Regions from separate parts of the Gossypium hirsutum genome. Here region 1 is linked to region 2. A link is a contact called in public Hi-C data. All regions are on one chromosome and are shown on one strand. Each heading gives the region's core, a stretch centred on a gene start, on an enhancer-like site or on the middle of the called end of the contact. The rest is flanking DNA. Distances are from core to core; before and after follow the strand shown.

The links. A called contact is a pair of places that touch in the nucleus more often than the background predicts.
Region 1: a Hi-C map of leaf shows a contact between it and region 2, with 3 times the contacts expected there. The contact joins the promoter of LOC107887273 here to the promoter of LOC107887274 in region 2. A contact is called at or near these places in 6 of 34 Hi-C or Micro-C datasets (anther, callus, hypocotyl and 1 more).

The regions. Positions count from the first base shown.
Region 1 is chrA03:51,445,480-51,452,327 of Gossypium_hirsutum_v2.1, reverse strand. It overlaps LOC107887273 (2-isopropylmalate synthase 2, chloroplastic), which reads left to right and starts at 2,983. Exons shown (of 12, transcript XM_016811463.2): 1 at 2,983-3,842; 2 at 4,659-4,872; 3 at 4,961-5,041; 4 at 5,511-5,603; 5 at 5,699-5,785; 6 at 6,181-6,281. The coding sequence starts at 3,157. It overlaps LOC121225495 (small nucleolar RNA U3), which reads left to right and starts at 2,237; the gene lies at 2,237-2,454.
Region 2 is chrA03:51,293,295-51,299,614 of Gossypium_hirsutum_v2.1, reverse strand. It overlaps LOC107887274, which reads right to left and starts at 3,294. Exons shown (of 10, transcript XM_041095961.1): 1 at 3,097-3,294; 2 at 1,797-1,930; 3 at 1,516-1,683; 4 at 1,336-1,422; 5 at 491-625; 6 at 244-354. The coding sequence starts at 3,217. LOC107887275 (a long non-coding RNA gene) reads left to right here and starts at 3,163. Exons shown (of 4, transcript XR_001681101.2): 1 at 3,163-3,362; 2 at 3,545-3,806; 3 at 3,924-4,165; 4 at 4,361-6,320.

The DNA of each region.
Region 1 (6,848 bases), core at 1,734-4,233, 150 kb before region 2:
TAAAAACCATTAAAACTACTAAAACTTGAACTTTTACTACTTAAACTCTAAAAACATAATTTATCATTAAGATGACTTAATTTTACTATTGAACATGCTAAAATAATCGAATAACATGATAAATCGTGACAAATCAGTAATGGCCCCCAAATTACACATATGTAACTTTTTTTGACATTTTATCTTCAGAAAAGAGAGAGTTACTTTCCCAAAAATACTTATGTGTTAATTAGAAAGATCAAACCACTAGATTTCAAGATCTCAAGATTTCGATGGATTCGGGTACACTTTCGCATCTAGTCTTGTTCTTGATTTGTTCTTGATGATTTGAAATGATAGATCCTAATTTACTGTTCTAAGTTTATATTAGAATTTTACAGTTCTAACAATAATAGCATTTAAATAATATATTAATATACTAGCATTTAACTTATAGTACTAGCATTTAACTTATAGTAGACTATGACAATATATATAAATATATATTAATCTACAATTCCATAAACATAAATCTATAACAAAATTTATAATTAAAATACAAATATTTTTTCAGATACTTAATAAAAAAAAACCTCTCTATAAATTTAAAACAAAGAAAAAAATACATAAAAATAATAATATTTAAACTAGTAATAAACAATATATTTTTCAAACAATTAAAAATATTATATATAAATATCAATATACCAATATACTACTATTGAAATTAACAATGATCTCGAAAGTAATATTAACTATAAAAAGAAAATTACAAAATGTACAAAAACTTAAAAGTATCTTAACATTTAAACATGCAATAAACCACTATTCTACAAACAATTAATAAAATATATCAATATATCAACCTTCAATCAAACAATATAACTAATAATAAATTATTAGTATGTCAATATACTAATATTTTCCTTTTAGTATAAAAAATAAACTCAAATTTTAAACAATTTAACAATAATAATTATCAATATATCAACATCTACGCAAATAATATACTAAAATACAACAATCTAGTAAGATATAGAGGTGTCCATGGGCCGAGCCCAAAACAAATTTAGGCCCGGACCTGACCCAAAAAATAGGCCGGCCCACCCATATTAATTTTTTATATAATCTTTTTTTAAAATATAAAATATCAAAAATACTAAAAAATTAAAATAAATATTTCACAACAAATTGAAAATAAATTAAAAAAATATGTATATTAACTTAACAAGCAAATGTGAAAAATAGTAACAAAATTAACAATAAAACAAGAGTTGTACAATATCCAAATAATAATAACAAAATAGTAGCAACATAATTGTGAAATGATAGTAAAATAGTGAAAAATAACAAGAAAATAATAAAAAATAGCTAGGTTTTTTTTCATATTTGAGTCGGGCCAGGCTGAGCTCAGACAAAAAAAGCCTTACCTAAGGCCCAACATATTTTCTAAACGGATATTATTTTTTGCCCAAACCCATTTTTGGGCATGTCTTTTTACTCAAATCCTCCCACTTTTCGAGTAAGCCTTCTGGCTGAGCTGGGTCACCTAACCCATGGACAGGTCTCGTAAGATACTAACATCTAAAATAATAAAAATATTAAATATACCAATAAACATTCAATTAATCTCTAAATTCCACATTTATCAGCTAAATTTTTTAAAAAAATAATAACATACTTGTTAGCATGGAATTGTAGAGAATTTGTTTCAAATATATTGTGTTAGAAAGAAAATGAGAGAAGAAAAATATGTAGAGAGAAAATGGGAGAAGAAAAAGATGTTGGGAGAAATTGAAAGAATTTTGATAGAAAATAAGAGAAAAGTGATTGCTCATTTAGATGCATAAAACTAAAAAGGCTAAATTGCATAATATTTGAAACTATTATTAAAAAATAATAATTAACCCCTACATACTTGCCTCAATTATTTACCTTTGCATCTTTCAATAATTTCTTTACTTCTGGATGCTAGTATACTTTTTTTGCTTTTTTTTTTGTGAATAAAAAGATGAATAGCATCAATTACATAAGCTAACGAGTGATTTTATTTTTCTCTAAAAAAACAACTTCCTTAAGGGTCTCGTTGAGGATTTATAGACTAGATTTTCAACTTAATCTAAGTTTAGTAAGACAATCTGCAGCGAAGTTTTGACTTCTAGGAATATGCTTGATTCTCCATATCCATTCCGCCCTCATGATGCGCTGAGTCCTTTTGAGTACAGTAATTCCGAAGTCTTCCATATTCAAAGCGTTCAAGATTTGGAATACTTGAACATGATCTGTTCTATAGGCTCGTACCTCTGTATCCTTAAGTTCAAAGGGGACAGGATTCCAAGTCTAGTTGATGAAATACGAATGTGTGATCTGAGCGTGATTACTAGTCTGATGAAGCCCTTGCTGGTTCACCTCGACCACAGAGGATCGTTCTCAGTTTGCCTTGTGCGGCTGGGAAGGTCACGCAGTTGTCTTTTTTTGCTTTTTTCATGCATGCTTGTTTACATGTTTATTATTTCTTTCAACTGCTACAGGCAAACAAAATACTGCATCACTACATTTTCCTCTTTTCTTTTCTTTCCTTCATTTTTTCATGTATGAAAGCTGCCACGGTTTTGCATTTATTTTCTTTCCTACACCTTTTCACGGGCCTGTTGCTGCTGCTTCGTGGAAGAAAAAAATTAAAAGAACATGAAACAGTGAAGTCGACACCTTTGGGATCCTTAGAGGTACCAACTTCAAATTCATCTATTTCGCTAATTAATCCAACACCTCTGCTAATTAAATCACTAATATATTGGAAAAAAAAGCCAAGGTAAACAACTAAATAATAAGTTTGATTCTTTTTAGTTTGAGGTTTGATTCTTTAATTCAAGAATTTTTCATTATAGGGGTTAAGGTTAGAGAATTATTCTTTGATTCTTTAATTCCAAGTTGGAATTATTTTCAATTTATTAATACACCTCATCAATATAAAATTGCACCTAAGCCTTAAGGAAAAATCATTTTCGCTTTTTCATCTAATGGAAATGGATCAAAATATAATGTTAGATATAGTATAAGGACCGGTACGGTAGTTTTAGCATTGCCTTCTCCCCAATACCAGACGCATAAAACCTCAAACCCCAAAATCTGCAACATTCACATTTATTGGTCCGGCGGCTCTTACACTTTACATCCATGGCTTCCGCTATCATAACGTCCTCCAAGTTATACCCTTTCCCTTCTCCCTCCCTCAAACCCTCCCTTTTCCTTCGCTCTACTTTCCTTCCTTTCCCTTCTTCCATCACTTTACCTTCATTTCCTTCCAAATCATGCCCCAAATCCCTCCCCATTTCCTCTTCTTTGAACCCTAACCCTCCCTCCTCCCAGCGCCGCCCCCCTTACATTCCCAACCACATCCCCGATCCCAACTATGTCCGTGTCTTCGACACCACCCTCCGCGACGGCGAACAATCCCCCGGCGCCACCTTGACTTCCAAGGAAAAACTAGACATTGCTCGCCAATTAGCTAAGCTCGGCGTCGATATTATCGAAGCTGGGTTTCCGGCCGCCTCGAAAGACGATTTCGAAGCTGTTAAGACTATCGCTAAAGAAGTTGGAAATGCGGTGGATGGGAATGGATATGTGCCTGTTATTTGTGGACTTTCAAGGTGTAATGAGAAGGACATTAAGACAGCTTGGGAGGCGGTTAAGTATGCGAAAAGACCTAGAATCCATACTTTTATCGCAACGAGTGCAATTCATTTGGAGTATAAGTTAAGGAAGAGTAAGGAGGAGGTTTTGGATATTGCTAGGAATATGGTTCGATTTGCTAGGAGTTTAGGTTGCAATGATGTCGAGTTTAGCCCTGAAGACGCCGGCAGGTTGAATTCTTATCTCGTTTTTCTCTTCTTTATGGCAGTTTCTTGACAGGGATTGTTCTGAGATAAGATCATATTCTATTATTACCTGTTATGAAGAATTCGAGAATAGTTTTGCTTGGTTTAGATTAGATCAGATTAAATGGTAGAATCAAAAAAGAGGAATTGAAGTTTATATATGGATAAATTATGGTTTGAGGTTTTATTCAATTCAAGCCAAGCCATTTTTGCGAAAGATATGGGCTTTGGTTAGTGGTGTACTTATGCTTGCAAGTTGATTGGGTTCGGCTTGAAAAAAGAAAAAAAAAAAAACCTTGAATTTGGCTTGGTTATTGTGTAATCGAGCTCAAGCATCTCGAGAGAGTCAAACTTAAGTATTAAGTAGCTCGAGAGCCTTGTCAAGCTATATTAGTGTATATATATTGTTTAATTAATATTGAGAATTTTCAATTTGAATTCGAGCTAGAGTTCCACTAGAAATAGTTGAGCTTTTAAGTCAAGCATGTTAATCAACCTCATCCTTTTACTAACTAAATGAGCCTAATCAAGCTGAGTTTAGAGCCTCAGTTTCTAGTTGAGCTTGAGCTTTTGACAGCTTGAGTTTGCTTTGGTTAAACCCTTAGGCTTTATCAAATATTGCTGCAACAGGTGCATGCTTGTTTTTGCATGGGGTGGACTAATAATTTCAGGGGCTTTAAATGATAGCTATTTTGCAGTTGCAGTAGTGTATGAATCTGCTTTTGGAATAAAATAAGTAAATGTAAAAGGGCTTTTGTTATTTCTTCGAAATGATAGTCTTGTTTCGTTTGATTGTACCAGATCTGACCGAGAGTTTCTGTATGAGATTTTGGGTGAAGTGATCAAGGCTGGAGCGACAACTCTGAACATACCTGATACTGTTGGCATAACTATGCCGAGCGAGTTTGGGCAATTGATTGCTGATATAAAAGCCAATACCCCTGGAATTGAGAATGTTATTATTTCAACACACTGCCAAAATGATCTCGGGCTTTCTACTGCCAACACTATTGCGGTAGGCCACTGCTTTACATTGTTAATTGATGCATAGTGAGATTGAGATGTACTTTGGTTGCATTACTTCTTAGCTGTTATGGATTCAGGGAGCTTGTGCTGGTGCAAGGCAAGTGGAAGTAACAATCAATGGCATTGGAGAAAGAGCAGGAAATGCTTCAATGGAGGAGGTGAGGTTTTGCTTCTTGCAATATCAGAATGATTTATATGTTTGGATTTTGTGTTATGTAGAAGTAGATGGGAAAATTCATTGCAGTTTTTACCTTTTTATTGTATCCAATTGTTTTAACCATGTTTTTATTGTGTTCGATTTTTTTTAATGGGTCCTTGTGTCCCTGAGATGCATTCTGTGGTGTTGAAGTTGTATCCATGTTAGGTGTGTGTTAAAGACACACCCCTGCACAGAGTGTACATGCTTCACAGGATGAAAAAAGTTGTATCCTTGATATTATATATATTGATAATGTTAGATAAATCAGCAATGTCAGTTGCTCTTTCTAGCGTTCAGTTGTGTTAAGAGCTATTAATTTTTTTTGTAATTGAACTTTTGCACCTCTGTCAGCAGTTCTTGTAATATCGTATGGCCTATAGCTTGTTTTACGGTTTTGAATCATTGAGCTTTCACTTTTTCTTGTGTAGGTCGTGATGGCCTTAAAATGTCGTGGTGAGCATGTATTAGGAGGTCTTCATACAGGAATCAATACCCGACACATTGTAATGGCAAGCAAAATGGTATTCTTTCATCAACTTCAGTTACAGCTGGATTGTTTCTCACTCTTGACTGAATTAGCTCCAAGGTCTGTTATTGACTTAAAATGGTTGTTTAGGTAGAAGAATACACAGGGTTACATGTTCAGCCGCATAAAGCCATTGTTGGAGCCAATGCTTTCGCTCATGAAAGTGGTATTCACCAGGTTGGTTTTTCAGTGTTTGATTGTATATATTTGTGAACCTCCAAACAATTTCTGTCTAGTTATAGAGTTTGTTTTATTGCTAATTTCCTTGTTAGATGGTTGAAGTGTATTTATTATCATATTTGAAAAATGATTGAATTAACTAGTATGCATTGTGATTTTATCATTTTGTGGGTATAGTTAAGAGCCAACTCAACCAAACTCTTCTACTCTTTATCCCTGATTAGCTGTGTCTAGTTAATACAATCTGTTATTGTCATGCTGTTTGGTTAAGGATGCGAATTACTGAAAGGTCTAAACAACAAAGTCACTTTTTCTTTGTTTTGGTTTATATATACTTACAAAAGTAATACAAATAATAAGATATATATTCTAAAATGCTTTCTGTTTTGTAGGATGGAATGCTAAAGCACAAAGGTACATATGAAATTATATCCCCTGAAGATATTGGACTTGAGCGGTCCAATGAAGCTGGCATTGTCCTTGGAAAACTCAGGTGGGTATTTCATATTTTTCAACATATTTTCCTTCATATCTTTTTCTTTTTAATATGTTTTAAATAGAGTTTGAAGGGACGTAGATGGTGAAATATGTGTAGTGTAGAAAGAGCTATAAATGGTTTTCTGCTGCTTTTCAATGATGGATACATCGTCACAATAATCTAGTTGAAGATTTAACATAAGTTGCAGCATGTAGGGTTGAGCAAAACACTATTTGACTCGAAAAAAATGATTTTCTTTTTCAGATTTCAAGTTGTTCAAATCAAGTTGTTTGGTTTTGAGTCTACCCGAGTTAGTTATTCAATTTTTTGAGTTCAAATTGAGTTGAATTTTACAACTCGAATATCCGAAAAACCTATTTAGCAAAACAACGTCGTTTTGAGTTGAAGTTATGATTTTAATTTTAGCTTTGTCTTCCCACTTTTCAATTCAGTTTTTTGTTCCCTATCAAGAAAAACCCACCCCCAATTTTGAAACCCTAACTTCTTGCTCCCAATCCTCTTCCATTCCATTCTTTGAGACTTCATCGATTGGCACTCTAGTCAATTTTAGGTTTATTTCAG
Region 2 (6,320 bases), core at 2,045-4,544:
AACATAGATGAAAAGTTCCTAAAAGAAAGGTTGTTATCTACACACGTCTCACCCCGATACTACCTGATTCACTACATAAAATCCACAACTATTCCACCCCTTCAACAAAAGAGAAAAAAGGTGAGAGAGTTGACAAGACATTCTCCTGATTTAGGAAAACAACTATTCAAATGTTTGTCATTTCTTGGGCAAGTTTTCAAAATGATTTAGCAGAAATAGGAAACGCAGAAAACATTAACTTACCTTAAAAGTAAGCTCTCCTTGGAAGCCTCCTGCAACCATAAAATTGTCTTTGACTGCTAGAGTGCTTATTTGAGTTTGTGTAAAACCTTCTAACAAACTTCCGGGATGTTTCTAGTTACAAGGAAAATTAAGAGAAATTAGCAGATAAAATAAACCCAAATTACTACAATAACCATCTATCATTGACAACGTTAATATTTGTAAAGAAATTATAAGCACTAAGGCTAACTAAGTGCAATTGTAATACCTCGGTAGGTGCCACATGCCCAGCAAAATTAAGGATCTCAGACAGATTACATGACAATGATGACCAATGCATAACCGAATAATTGGACATAAGGTAAACATCATGCTTTGAAGTAGCCCAAACCAAGTTTCTGAGCTGTAAAATTCATTCCACAACAGGTTAATTAAGTCAAGAACACTGTACATAATAAAACTTCTAAGCCAAATATAGGACCTACTTTAGGTATTCTTAATCTTACTACACAAATATTGCCATGTACAAAGACAAAAGTAATGAGTACTAAAGGAAAGAAAGGGAAGTAGAACTTAATGAAACAAACAGCAACTTATGTGCAAATGCAGATGCACACAAAGTTGCAGGTTCAAAAGCATAAATATAACCAATCAAATCTATAACCGATAAATAACACTACTGAATAACATATTCAATACCAAAGAAGAAAATCAAGTTCCTTTATAATTGTCCATGCACACAACTGCCCTAGAGAAGTGATGACAAAGGTAATCTTTTGAATGATTAAATACATTAAAGCTAAATCATTTCTGAAAGGACAAAAAGAAATTCAAGAACAATATGTTTTGACACCAAAATCAACATATTAAATAAAATGACACCCTATGTTGCTCCAATTTGTTGTTTTTCTTTAAAAACACATGTCCAGAGCCTGTACCCGACATGGCTATGGGGATTAAACCTCCACTGTTTCTCCAAATACATGAGTGAACGTAGAAAAAAAATGAACATATCAGTATCAGACACATTCAAATTTGACAATTGCACTTGAGTCCAAAGTAACTAGGATAACAACAAGAACAAAAGATATAAACATTTTCTGACTAACAAACCTGAAAATGAAGGATCGTAGGTTTAACTAATCTAGTATTGTGGAAGAATTCATAGTAGTTCCCACCCTTCTGTATATGTTTAAATTCCTGAAACAACAAATACATTTTACACATATCTTAATATGATATCCGCTTTACTACAAACTAGTTCATTTATGGATTGTAGGAAAAGATACAAACCTTGTCAACAGCTTCACCGGAAAAAGGCATATTCTCATAGTTCTTATACTGCTCAAGCCTTGTCAACCTATATTTTTCTCTAGTTATGTTCAGTCTTTCCCACGGAATCCCCTGAATGTCTTTCCCCTTCCGCGCTTGCGCAGAAGTCGTATCGGTCACCTTGGTCAGCTGCTCAAATTATAGCATGAAAGTGATGAATTTCATCATTTAGTATAAAATTAACTAAAATTAACAACAAATATATATAGAATATATAAATATCACCAAAACGAAAAACAAACCATGTCATATTCATCAGCATCCACATCTCCACCAGCTCGACCGTAGTTGTCTTCATCCATGTCATGTACAAAATCTTCATCCATGTAATAGAAATCCTCCCCTTGCGGGTAGGACATGATATATTTGCATTCAACTGCAAAAAGGTTCAATTAAAAATTTCTTTCTACAAATAAAATTAACAAATATTAAAATAAAAACGCTTAGGGAAACCTAAAGAGAGTTGAATCAAAAGGGTTCCTAAAATTCATAGAAAAAAAAACTTACTTTCAGACAAACTAGCGAATAGCAAATTTACTATTTTTCTTTTCATTTTCTTAAAACATATCTTAAAAAAAATTGAATTTCTAAAAGAGAACGGAATTTTTAAGAGCAGAAGGGTGTTCCAGGGAGCTTATTTTAAAACAAATGGCTTTCAAAAATTATTTTTAAAAAAAAAAAACCTAAAACATGATAAAATCATATCCAACATAAAAGATGAACAAGAACAAAAAAAAAACCCCAAAAATCCTTAAACCTAACAAAGGAAAAAATAAAACTATTTTTCTACCACCAAAAAGAATTGCGCAGAACTAAACAAAAAGGCGAAAAGGAATAGGACAAAAGAGAACAGATACTGAATTCACTAAAAGAAAAATTAAATTTAAAAAAGGAAAAAGGAAACGAGAGATTGTTATTCTTACAGGAAGTTTAGTATGATGGTTCTGAAACTGAGGCCTCGGATTTAATCATTTAGGTAGTAAAATATTATAAATAAAGAATAATGAAAAGAGTTCCGGGGTTACGTTATAGTGGACGAAAACCGTCATTGCAGCATGCTTTCTTGGGCCGGGTTACCCCTCTCCGATTCAATCAGCTCCGGTTTAAATTTTTTAATTTATTTTTCCTTACAGTTACATTTAAACAAAAAATATAATTACGAATCAATAGGTGATTAAAAGAAAGTGTGGTCAAGTTTAAATCCTGATGATGAGAAATTCACTTAAATATTATTCTCAATCAAAAAGGAAAAACACATCTATAATTATATCAAAATATATAACATTATTTGTCCTCTTTAAAAAATAAAATAAATAAATATGATTTATTTTCTTTTCTTTGGATAAAATAGGGTTGGGCTTTATTAATTTAAAACTAAAATTTACATGAAAACCAAAATTAAAAAGAGCAAAGGCACAAAGAGGCTCAAAGAAAGAAAAGTTATCTGATCCTAAAAGGAAGAAAAAGTATTGAAAAAGAAAGATAATAAAGAAGCTACTGAAAAAGTAAACAAACTATAAAGAAAATTAAAGAAAAACGTGCCTACTCCTTTAGGGAAAGAGATTGCCCGTCCCACTCTTATCATCTTTCTAAGCGGCACCGACGGTTCCATTTCTCCCAAAAAAAGCCTGCCAAACTTATCTCCCTGCATTAAGACAATCATTCAGTCGAAGCATCCCTGTCTAGATCTGATGCTTCGGTAACCCAAGAAACCGGAAAAACCAAGAGTCCTTCATTCGTCAGTCAGGCTCGCGGAGCCAATCATTGGAAAAAGTTGTTGCAGCGGAGTCTGGGACAGATCCGATCAGGTAAAAGCCTTTTCCCTTCCTTACACATTCAGTGCCTAGAGCGTCTGCTAAAGCATTTCCAGATCTTTTAACATGCATAAATATGATGCTTTGAAATCGGGCGAGAGTGCCTTCGATATTACGAAGGTGCGAGCTAACTTTTGATTTGTCAGTATGACTTGAGTTACATTTCGTAATAACAGACAAGGGGTCTCCTTCGATGATTACTTTTGTTAATCTGAGAACTAACCCCATTTTAAGCGCCTCAAGGCATGCAAGGGCTTCCCCGGTGAAAGCCGGTCCCACATTGTCGTGCAAGTTTTAGACACTATTACCACACCTTTTCTATTTCGAGCAACCAGCCCTGTACCTAATCTACATCGTTCCATGACAAAAGCCGTATCAAAGTTTACTTTGATAAAATCGGTAGGAGGAGGATTCCAGCTTACTTTATCACCCTGGACGGTAATTTTCTTCTCTTCTAAACAGTCCAATTCATAGAGATACCTGGAGATAAAATTAGTAATTTCCTTTCCTGATTTAACCACTTTGTCATGAACTCTCCTATTTCTTTCAAACCAGATGGCCCAAAGTGAGCAGCAAACAATCCTTCGTTGAATGTGCCAACAGACATTAAAAACTGCAGTAAGGCAATCCAACCACCCCTAACTAGGTAGGTTTAATAAATCAATGAGGCCTAAGATTTCCCAAACTTTATTTGCAACAAGACAAAAGCAGAAGGCATGACTATTGTTTTTGCTCCTCCCCCACAAATGGGACACAGAGTGTCTCGAACCAGCTTCTTCAAGAGTAAGTTTGACATGGTAAGGATATAATTTTTGGAAATACGCCAGACAGTAATTTTTAGATTGGAAGGCAAATTTAAGTTCTATAGTTTACAATAGAAACTTTTATATGTAGCTTGTTATTCCCTTAAACTGAGAAGCACTATTGATTTCTAACAATTTGTAAGCACAGCGAACGTAGAACTCACCATATGCTTCCTTCCACCAAACCAGGGTATCATCTTGTGGTTCAAGTGCCAGCGGGATCTGAAGGATTCTTGATGCATCATCCTCATCAAAGATGGAAATAATAGTATCCTTTTTCCATTCTCTATTATCATCAATAAGCTCAGAAACAAATTCAAGATTACAATTACTAACTGTACCACATAATTGAAAATTAAAAGAGCATAGTATCCATGCAGCATTAAAAATAGGGATCGCTTCACTCGTACCCACCCTCCAACCAGAACCATCCTAAAGTACCTTTTTTATTGCCTAGATGCTTTTTTCACGCATACGAAGCATTCACTTTAAGACATGAATTCAGAAAATTAGAATGTGGATAATATTTCGCTTTCAAAACCTGCGCCAACAGAGAATTTGGATTAGTCATAAGATGCCACCCTTGTTTTGCAAGAAGGGTAATATTAAATTTCGCAAAACTCCTACAGCCAATGCCATCATTTTCTTTTAATTCACACATAGAACCCAATCCACACCAATGTAAGCCTTGTTTCACATGAGTCTTTTGCCACCAAAATTGAGGCACGATGCTTTCCATCTCTTTACACAAGGATTTTGGCAAAAGAAAATAACCTATAGCATAAGTAGGTATTGCTTGTAACACTGCTTTAATAAACACTTCCTTGCCGCCTTGAGACAAGAAACGAGAACTCCAATTATCAACCTTTTGTTTCATACGGTCTTTTAAATATTAAAAAGAGACATTCTTCCTTCTACTCACTATATTTGGGAGACCCAGGTATTTCTTGAGGTTAGTAGAACACCTTACACCCAATTCGATGGAGATTTGTGTTCTCACCGAATCAATTGTATTTGATCTAAAAAAGATTGTGGATTTGTCAAAATTCAGACATTGACCCGAATGGGTCTTATATTCTTTTAAAATTTACTTCAAAATTTTATCGCCTCCCACAGTAGTCTCCTCAAATAGAATACAATCATCGACAAAGAATAAGTGAGATGTTAATGGACCTTTTCAACTAGCTTTTACCCTCTTTAGAAGACTTTCATGAACAGCCAACCTCGTTAAAGAAGGGAGACCCTTACTACAAATGAGAAAGAAAAAAGGGCTAAAAGGTTCCCCTTGTCGAAGTCCTCACAAAGGCTAGAAATGTGTCCTAATTCTTTCATTTAAGCTTATCGAATAAGAGACAGTGGAAATAGACTTCATCACAATGTCAACCCAAGCTTGAGAAAAACCTATTTTTTCCATCATTACTCGTAGAAAATTTCACTCTATCTTGTCGTAGGCTTTACTCATGTCTAGTTTGAGCGCAAGTAAACCCTTTCTACCTTTTTACTCCTGGCTAAAAGTATGCAATAATTCATATGCCAATAAAACACTATCAGATATTAATCGATCAGGAGCAAAAGCAGTTTAGGACTTGTCAATATAGACTTATAATACTTTTTGAAATCTGTTTGCAACCATTTTGGCTATGATTTTATAGATAACAGTGTAAAGCCTAATTGGTCTAAAATTTCACATTTTTGTAGGATTGTGAATTTTAGGGATAAGAATTATATTAGTGACATTTATAAACCCCATATTCATGCTATTATTTAATACTCCCAAACCAAAACAACAAACCTCCTTGCCCATAATGTACTAATATTTTTGAAAGAAATTGATGAGAAACCATCTATACCTGGTGCCTTCATAGGGGCCATACCTTTTAATGCCCCAAAGACTTCCTCCTCTATGTAGGAAGTAGTTAGCTCAGTATTGGCCTATTTAATGATGCACCTATCAACTCCGGATAGAGTATGGCTCATCCCATTACCTCCCATTCGTCACAAAAAGCTCAACAAAATAGCTCGTCTCAATGTTTTCCATTTCATTATGATCTAAGGTAATTCTACCACCCACATAGTCCAAAAACGAGATCCTATTTGAATTCTTCCTTTGCGCATTTGTGAAAAAATTTGGTATTTTTGTCACTAGCCT